Linked DNA regions of Cricetulus griseus: region 2 is linked to region 1. The links are chromatin contacts, called in public Hi-C maps. All regions are on one chromosome and are shown on one strand. The core of a region is the stretch at or near the end of the contact, and the rest is flanking DNA. Distances in the headings are between cores, read along the strand shown.

Region 1 (4,706 bases), core at 705-3,204:
AACTTAATACATGATGATCACAGACTGCTTTCTCATTGCATAAACTCTCATTATTTAAAAAAACCATAAACACAGCAGGGCGTTGGTGGCACATACCTTTAATCCCAGCACTCGGGAGGCAGAGGCCGGCCCATCTCTGTGATTTGAGGCCAGCCTGGATAGGCTCCAAAGCTACACAGAGAAACCCTGTCTCGAAAACAAAAAAACCAAAACAAAACAAAACAAAAAACATGAACACCACACATCACATCTAAATCTCTCATAACTAATGAGAACTGTCTTCTATTTCACAGATGAGGGAAATGTAGCTTGGAAGAGAAGCCACCTGCTCACCGTAACTCCTGATGGAGGATGGCTGGGATTGTACCAAAAGCCCTGAATATTCCTTTTTGGTTAAGAAGTTACCCAACCATGTCTCTTTCCAGATTGGCAGAATGTGATGGCTTTTTCAGGGAGATGCTTCTGATTTTCATAAAACAGTGATCATGTCATAAGCAAATCCTGCTCTTTCCTTCCCACGTACATTCCTACCTACTGCTTAACATGTCTTCCCAGAAGAGTCATCTTTGGATTATACAGTGTGTGTGTGTGTGTGTGTGTGTGTGTGTGTGTGTGTGTGTGTGTGTGTGTCTCAGTTCTCTTAATGTACTCTTGCCAATTTTACTCCAGCTAACTAGGACCTGGATGAGATAGGACACAAAACAGAAAGGTTGGCCAAAGAACTCGGTAATCAGAGTGAAGTTTTAATGCAGTATTTAAAAAGAAAGAAATCAATGCAAAAATGCATGATAAAAATATCAAAATTGTAAATAAAGGCAGGACTGATACTATGCGGGCTTGGGCTTCCCTTTGCTTCAGACTCTAAAATGCCTTTAAGGGACTCTAGCAGCTAGAACGATTCCCGTTTATCTTGCAGTGACCTCCCACTCAGGTGTTTATACTCCTTAAATGTCCTCAAAGTTAGTTGTCAAAGCCCCTTTCCGCATTAGTTCCCTCTTTGAATGCACCAGCGTTATCTCTGGCTCTGTTCTATCAGGAAAACCTATTTCCCCCTTGCACTTTGAAGGCAATCTGAATCATCTTGGATACTTTCCAGTACCTTCCTAAACCATCGTGGGCAGGCACTCAGCACCTCTTTCACAGAGCTCTGGTTCAAACTGGCTGAGCAGCCACTGGACCTAGCTAAGGGTTTTGGTCTAGACTCCAGAGAGTTGTTATTATTATTTTTTTCTTTTTAATTCTCTAGCAAGATTCAATAACCAAGGTATTTTGCATGAAAAAAGCTACATATCAATCACTTATTTATGAAATAAAATCCGCAAACTCAGGTCTAATTTTTTCATGCTAGCCTAGGGCATTTCCAGCAGGACAGCTGTGCTGTCTCTTAAGCTGGCCTGGCCCCCTCCCTCTGCTTCACTCCTTTACTGAGAGTGCCAGGCCCCATTAGCTTTTGCATTTTGTCACCTCTAGGTAAGCTTGGGACTGAATAAAACCCCACCTGCTGGGCCCACATTCCTGTAGCACGTTTTCTGGTTGTTCACTGAGTGCTGGCTTGCAGCGGTTCACAGAATCAGCCCATCTTTCCAGCCTACAAACTTCTCACAACCCGGTGCGACTCTTACTGCCTGGCCCTCCCTGACCCGCGTCTCCCGGCCTTCCTCCATTTGTCCCCTGGGCTCCCGGCCTGAGGCCCAGCCCCGAGCCCTGGGCCACTACCGATCTTTGCCCCGGGCCAGGGCGCAATGGCTCGCCCACGGCCGCACTGGGCATGCTCATAGGCAGCGGCGGGGGCAGGTTGGCTTCGCTAGCTCGCACTCGCGGCAGCCGGCTGGCGCGAGGCTGCAGCTGGAGCTCTGGTGCCGGGACTTGGAGTTGCCAGGAGTTTCCCCGACCCCTCCCTCCTCGCCGCGGGAGCCGCGCGGGAGCGGCGAGCAGCGACCAGCCAGCAGCTGAGCCGGGCCAGCGTGGTCCGCAGCCCCCATCTCTGCGCGGGGCAGCCGCGGGGGAGCACTGTCTCCGGTTGGGACGCGTGCCGTGCACTAGGCACCGCCCGAGCACGAGCCAGGCTGCACGGTAGGCTCCGGGCGCGGGGAGGCCAGGCCACCCGGCGTACAGTGGCAGCTACCGCAGCCGCCAGCTGCGATGCGCGCCGCGGGGCAGGAGGCGAGGGTAGGCGCGCTGAGAGCTGCGCGGGCAAGTTGGGGGGCGGCGGGAAGAGGGGGCTATACGCCTGGCGCCGCTGCTTGGTGCGCGCGGAAAGGGGTCTGGGTCGCTGATTCTCCCCCAGCCCGGGACCGGGAGTGCGAGCAAGATTGACCACAGCCTAGAGGGCAGATTCCTTTGAGAAAGTTGGTGGTGGAGCCCTCAGGTCTGCGCTGCCGGCTTGGCAGAAAGGCCCCCAAGGGTGCCGCCTGGAGGCTCGGTTTAGGGAGAACTCAGTGGGTCCCTGAACCCCTAACCAGGGCTCTCTCCGCTGAAATCAGCGAATCACCCCAATCTATGAATCCTGTTATCTCCAGGAAGATCTTTGCTGCCAAAACTGAGGCGGGTACTTCTTGCTGGGCGGGCTTCCGGCCCCCATTTGCCTCCGGACTTACCCTAAGAGGTGGTCGGGGGCTAGGTCAAGGCCTCTGGGCTCCGTTTTTTTTTTTCTTTTTTTTTTTTCCCCAGAGCGCTCCAGAATCTGTCCCACACATATGGCGGGTCAGCGTGGTTGGTTAGAGTAGATGCATGTTTTGCTCCCCCTCCCCACCCCCAACTTTCCTGAGGTTTCCATCATCACAGACCCCAGGACCCAAAGGTCAGTTAGAGAGTTTGAATGGCGCACAGTTCTTTAGGAGGAGTGCATGGGAGCTTGTTTGCCTTGGACTTCATAACAAGCCTCTCCCCTTACTTTGTGGGAAGGAACAAAGCCGGAGGGGTAGAGGACTGTCTGCTTCCTTACATCGTCTCCTAAGGTCTTCTGGTTGACTCCGAGGCCCTGGAACTAGCTGGGTACATATGGCAAGGATGTCGCGGATGTCCATGATTCTCCTGGCTCCACTTTTTTCACTTCTTGTTTTGAGTTTTAGGGTTTTGCCTACACACCAGTCAGAGCAGAGTTGTCATAAAAGGGTGGGGTGTCGGGGAAGGTGGAGGAGCCCGGTTGAAGTGTGTGGAGGCGTTTCAGCCCAGGGTCTGAGTGGTTGTTTGCCTTGCCTAGGAGGCTGCTATGGGAAGAAGTCCAGCGTGATTATGCAGGCTAGAAATAAGCATCTCCCTCTTTCTTCTGTTCTTTTCCTTTTATATTTTCTCTTCTTCCTTTCCTTCCCTCTCTTTTGACTGAGCACCTTAACTGGTGGCTTTGTGTGTTGAGTTTTTAAGGGAGCATTCACTCTGAGGAGGTGCTGAGGTTTTAGGACCTCACCATTTTTGGGTTCTTCCTTGGGGATTGTACGCTTGGGGAAGATTTCCAGATGTCCGGATCCTTGGTGTGGCTATACTACACAGGTTCTAGAATCACACAGACAGACCTGAACTCAAGTTTTCCCTGATGACAGGCCTGGTGGACAAGCTATGGGCCACTCCGAAGTTCGGGGTTTTTGTTGTTTTGTCTTTGTAACAAACAGGAGATGATGGTGGCCCTATTGCTCTCCACATCTGTTGTGGTCTCCCCCCACTAGGCAGTCCTCACGACAAGGTTTGTGTGCTGAGATCTGCAGAAGCAGCCAGTTACCCATACCTGCACAGCTTCTCTTGATTTTTATGGGTTGGAAATCCCTCTTTTCTGTCTGAGGGAGGCAGTGTGGTATAATGGAGGAGACCATGAGACCTGTGTGAACACCATTCACAGTCCTGGGCCCCAGAATTGTCTGTGTCAGCAAGGCTTTCCTTTGTGATCCAACGATGATGACTAAATCTGCAAGTCCTGCTATGGAGCTCTGACTTGGCTTCTCATAGTGACCTTGAACTAAGGACTCAAGCCCTCTTTGGTAAAATTAGTGTGAGATTAAACACCAATTTAAGAGGCAAGGACAGGAGAGATTACAAGCTACCCAGTTAACAAGGATTTAAAGAGGCTCCCGAGCTTCTCTAGGAACACACCCTGAGCCTAGAGCAGAGATTTCCAAATAAGAGCATTAGGCCTTGCTAACTCATAGACTGTGGCTTCCACTCCCAATCTCTAGGTTTAGAGCAGAGGTATGGCAGTTTGTGTTTCTAACTAGTCTCAGATGGTGCTGGGCTGTTTGTTCCCCAGATCATGCCTGTAGAATCACTAAATTGTATAGGAGGAGAAAGAGAGGAGGGCTGTTCCAAATTATCAGGATTTTAGTTTTTCAGGAGCTTGTGGGAATTGCTTTAAGCATTTTGAACTCCAGGACATGTGCCAGCTTCCATTGCTAGTTTTAATGATTGTTTTTTAATGATTTAATTGTTTTACAAATAAATGATTTTACAAACAGATAAGCTTGCCCTTTACTTACTGTTAAGTACTTAGTCTCTGGTGTCTAGAGACTTGGTAGACATGGTGATCATGCTTTGGTAGAGAGAGATTGGTGATCCTTATATGTATGCAAATCTGTGGGATAGTCTCCTGTTTATGATTGATGTGGGTGGGCCCAGCCCACAGCGACACCCTGAATGATGTCAAGCAAGCCAGTGAATAGTGTTCCTTCAAGAACCTTGCTTACGTTCCCGCTTTACTTCCTGCCCAGACATGTGATTGG
Region 2 (4,706 bases), core at 959-3,458, 230 kb after region 1:
AGTGTTCTTAGATGGTTCACATTTACTTTTGTATTTTCTGTTTTGCTGGTTATCTGGTTATCTTTCCTTTTGCTGATAGATAGATAGATAGATAGATAGATAGATAGATAGATAGATAATTAGATAAGTAAAAAATAGATGAGTGGCTGAATAAATAAATAAACAAATGGTTCCAGCAAGACTCAGATGGTAGGGCACCTGGTTTTCCCAGATGCTTACTAGATTTAAACCAACAAATAAAAGCTGCCAAGAATATTTAGTATAATGTGTACTTACACTGTGTTACTGAAGGGTAGTCTTTTGCCTTGACTGTCATCATAGTTTCACATTTGAACCTCCTCTGGAACCTCTGGATTACCCAAATCCTGTTTTCACTCCTACTCCTTCCTCATATGGCATATTACTGGGGAGAAGTGAACACATGTCTGCTCAGCCCAGACAGAGTACTTAAGGCAGACCAAAGCAAGGCCACCATCAACTTGGTGAACCATGAGTTTTATTGGACTTATTTAATGAGGGATTACTCACAGGAACAGAGATGACTCCCAGACAGCCTTATCACCAAGGTCTGCTCCCGAACAGGTGTCAGTTCACAAAAGCTGGAGACCTGAAGCACACTACCCAACCTGTAGGCATCTAGTCAGATTGGAAACAGTCCTTTACAGGGGGCTCTATATGTCTGAGTTTCTTCCAGGAAGCTCAGCTGGCCTCTTCCTTTTCTAAGCAGGTCAACTTGTCTGAGAGTGTTTCTCATCTGTCCATACTGCTTATATACCTTTGGGAAAAGTGAGATCTAGTGTATTTGGTAAGTTTCTGGAACTTCATGAAACCGTTAAGTTGTTTCCTTCCCGTTAATCAGCTTTCTGGACAAGATAGAATTCTTCACATCCCTTCAGAATATCCTGTGCCTGCCCCCCTTCAAGATGGAAGTTTGCCTCAGAGGAAGTTGCTATGGAACATGCCTTCTCTTCAAGTTTTCTGCCACAGTTTCTTCTATTTTCTGAGTCATGACTAGGCTCCATAGGCATTCAGGGTGACTGCAACAAAGGCCTATCCCAGTCCATGGCCCATCCCATGGGTCCTATGGAATGTGGTATAGAAATAGAACCCATGGTCATGCCTACTGGATTATGATTTAGCTGGCCATATATGTCACAATTATTCTCATACTTCCTCCATTAGGCATTTTAAATGGTACCAGTGCTTGCAGGTAGAGGGAAGATTTATTCGACAACACACAATTTCCCTTTCAGTCTGCCTCAAATGGCAGGTTGAAATGTCACACATCTATACTTAGATGGATATGTGTGCAGAAGACGGGGCTCATAGTCCCTTGAATCCCAGGTATCAATTGCCAACATTAGATATGGATGGAGCCTTTGTCCTATGCCATGTGTCACTGTTACTCTACCAACTTGGTTATTTGTCAGGTGACACAGAGATAAGCAAATGGAGCCCATGAATGCTTTCCGTGAACACTGAGGCAGGAGATTACAAATTCAAAAGAACATTCCTGTGTAAGCACTGATCATGTGTACCAAATGATCTGTTTAATTAAAACTTCGTCCTTTATTGCTGAAGCCTACAGTTTTCCTTAAATATGATCTTGTCATCTTTCCCTGGTTTTTGGAGAACAAAGAATACACTTTTATTCCACAGCACAGAGGCTTCCCTTTGAGTGCTTTCTGTATTAGGCCTGTTGATAACACTCAATGTTTGTAGACATGTTTACATCAGTCTGGAACATTTCAGTAAAGGACCCTCGCAATTTAGACAGAAAGAAAATGCCTGGGCATATATCTGGGGAATGCAGCTCAGCAGTAGAATGCTTGTCTAGTGTGAGGCCCAGGTTCCATTCCCACTACTGTGAGAAGAGGACAGAAGGAAATATGGGAGGGAGTAGAATGTAGAAATTCAAACACACACACACACACACACACACACACACACACACACACACACACACACACACACACCTCCATAAGAATAAACTATTGCCTTTCAAGTGAGGTGAGTTGGGGCAGGGCACCCCCTTGTGGTTATTCACAGAAATAGGGGGTTTGGGGGATAGCAAAGGGATACCATTGTCCAACCAATCTGCCCATCGAAATCCAGCAGCAGCTTTGTCACACTTGTGGCTTTGAAGGTGACTACATTTGTAAGAGCTGGATGACATAATGAATATACAGCCCTGTGCCTGCCACCTCCATGCTTAGTGTATGTCAGCTCTGAGTCAGTCTTTCCCAAAGCAATGACTTTGCAGGACTTTTGAGGCTGCTAGAAGTGGTGCTGGCTGCTGGACAGCACAGTTTCCTTCAGGCCATGTTGGCCCAGGTCATATGGGGCAGATGTTACCCAAGTCTCCCTGGCCATTTTTATGATCCTTTTACATTTCATAGACAGAAGCTCTAGCAAATGAGAGATAGCTGACCTAAGTGCTCAGTGGGGGCCACTTGCTCAAAGAAGCATCCAAAAAGGCTAAATGAATGAGAGAGAAATTCAACACTACACCTAGGGCACCAACCATGGGAATGGAAGTGAGCAGTTCGTGGTCTGGGAGATATTTTGACACATGCTTTGAGCAGGAATTCATGCCACTCTTTAAAGAATGTGTTCAAAAGCACTCTGCAGATGCATCTCCATGACTCCAAGGATGAAGAGAAGAACCTTCTCAGGCTACTTTCCCAAAGCCTATTGCTAGAACCATGGGCTCTACAAATTGAACTTAGTCTAAAGTGAAAATAGCCCTTAGAGGAAACAAAGGAAGCAACTAGATCTCACTAACATATATATTGGTGGTGACATCTCATTATGGAAGCATCTGGTGTATTCAACTAAAAGATAGTCCCAGGAAAACTATGGCAATGGCATAGTATTTCCACACAATTATAATGCTTTATTTATAAAATGGAAGCCTAGCATTATTATTAAGCTATTTGTAAAGAAGAATCCAGGCAAGAGGGATCAGGGCAGTTAGAACAGTAGGCCTGCCCCAACCAAAATCCCAAACTCCATCCCTCTACAGAGTATATTGTGTTACATTTCTCCACACTACAAGCTACTCAGACTTTCTTCTTGACAAAATATGTTGGTTTGAATCCTTAGCAGAAAACCTCCTGACTTTGACATTAGTGCTGTATCTTTAGACAAAATACAATTTGTCTGTATCTGGTTCTGTATGTCCCAAAGGGCAGGAATCTACACTGTGTCCACTTCGTGGGGGAAGTGACATGTGGTAGAGCTGTTGGGAGTTCATGGTGCTATGGAGGTGTAGATTTTGCAAATCCTACTCTTCACTGTCCCCTCCCAAAGCTCAGGGGATCCTTCTATGTACTATCACCTCTCTTCCTGTGAACCCATCCTAGTAGCAATGGTATCTAAATTTTCTTCCTTCAATCATAAGGAAAATAAAGACCCCTCCCAAATAAAGACACTTGCCATTATGGAATGTGGAGAACAATAGGGCATAGTCACAAATTATTCATGGAAGGCGACCATGGGTTTACAGTTCATTCCTAGGGTCAGGGAGAGGTTCAGACGATCCAAGGTCAAGGTACTGCATTGTACAGGACACAATGGAAGCAGAGTACCCTGAGACTACTGGTAATGCTGAGAGCCCTGACAGCCTCTTAGAGAAGCTGATGTTTACCCACCATGAAAATGTAAAAAAAAAGCAAAGTTTCAAAAACCTTCAGGTAAGTCACACATTCATATTCAAGAGCTGAACTGAGTGAGACACCTTCACCCATGTCACTGGACTGGTTTGTTTGTCTAAACAAACATTAGCTAACATAGAGCAAAGCACAGCAAAGGGCCAAGTATTGGAATTCACTAAGTAGAAGGGAAAGAGATTGTGGTTAATAAATTAATAAGGATCCCCTGAGTCAGGTTCTGACAGAAGATAACTAAAGACATCCAACCAATGGAGGACTCAGCGCCCCTCATCTGAACCTGTGAGTGCAGCACCAGTATCCCCATGGAACGTGGAAAGGCTAAAACCAGCTGTGGTGGTTTGAATGTAATTGGCCCCCATAATCTCATAAAGACCAGCACTATTTGGAGGTGAGGCTTTGTTGGAGGAAGTGTATCAATGTGGGGGTGGGCTTTGAGGCTTTCTATGCTCAGGATACTGCCCAGTGTCTCAGACAAGTTCCTGTTGCCTACAAAATGTAGGACTCTCAGCTACTACTCTAGCACTGTCTGCCTGCATGCTGCCATGCTCCTCACTATGATGATAATGGACTGAATCTCTGAACTGTAAGCCACCCCTATTTAATGTTTTCCTTTATAAGAGTTGCTGTGGTCATGGTGTCTCTTCACGGCGATAGAAACCTAACTAAGACACCAGCTTAGTTCCTCCTTGGGGGCACCAATCTGGCCTTACTTTCCCCTTGAGAGCAACAGGGAAAAGGACTAGAAGTGATGTAAGTGCCCTATTCTTCAAGTCTAAGGTTGAGATGGAGAAAGCTCTGACTTAATGTTCTCATTTTTTGTGGGCTCCTGATGATCCTCCATGGTCAGCCTCTCCCCTCAGATTCCATCATATGCCTTTTACCACCTGTCCCCTGAGGTTCCATTATATGCTTATGGTCCCCAGATATGGCAGGAGAGAATTCGAGCATGCTCCACACTATCCACTGGGGTCCTTCATGTCTGCTCTGTTTTTCCTCTTTTTCTAAGGAATAAAGCAAGAGAAGAAATGAAAG

Evidence for each region. Hi-C and Micro-C count contacts between places; a contact is called where the count stands out from the background.
Region 2: a Hi-C map of the CHO-K1 cell line shows a contact between it and region 1, with 7 times the contacts expected there. The contact joins the enhancer-like site here to the promoter of Stxbp6 in region 1. A contact is called at or near these places in 2 of 8 Hi-C or Micro-C datasets (both in the CHO-K1 cell line).

The regions. Positions count from the first base shown.
Region 1 is chr5:156,821,197-156,825,902 of CriGri-PICRH-1.0, forward strand. It overlaps Stxbp6 (syntaxin-binding protein 6), which reads left to right and starts at 1,955. Exons shown (of 6, transcript XM_027419784.2): 1 at 1,955-2,073.
Region 2 is chr5:157,054,208-157,058,913 of CriGri-PICRH-1.0, forward strand. No RefSeq gene overlaps it. Among named protein-coding and RNA genes, the nearest start is that of Nrcam, 210 kb to the right of the region's middle. Within about 2 kb of position 2,209, at least 1 of the 6 cell types and tissues checked has open chromatin away from gene starts, as enhancers often do. A contact at or near this core is called in the CHO-K1 cell line, where this site is marked.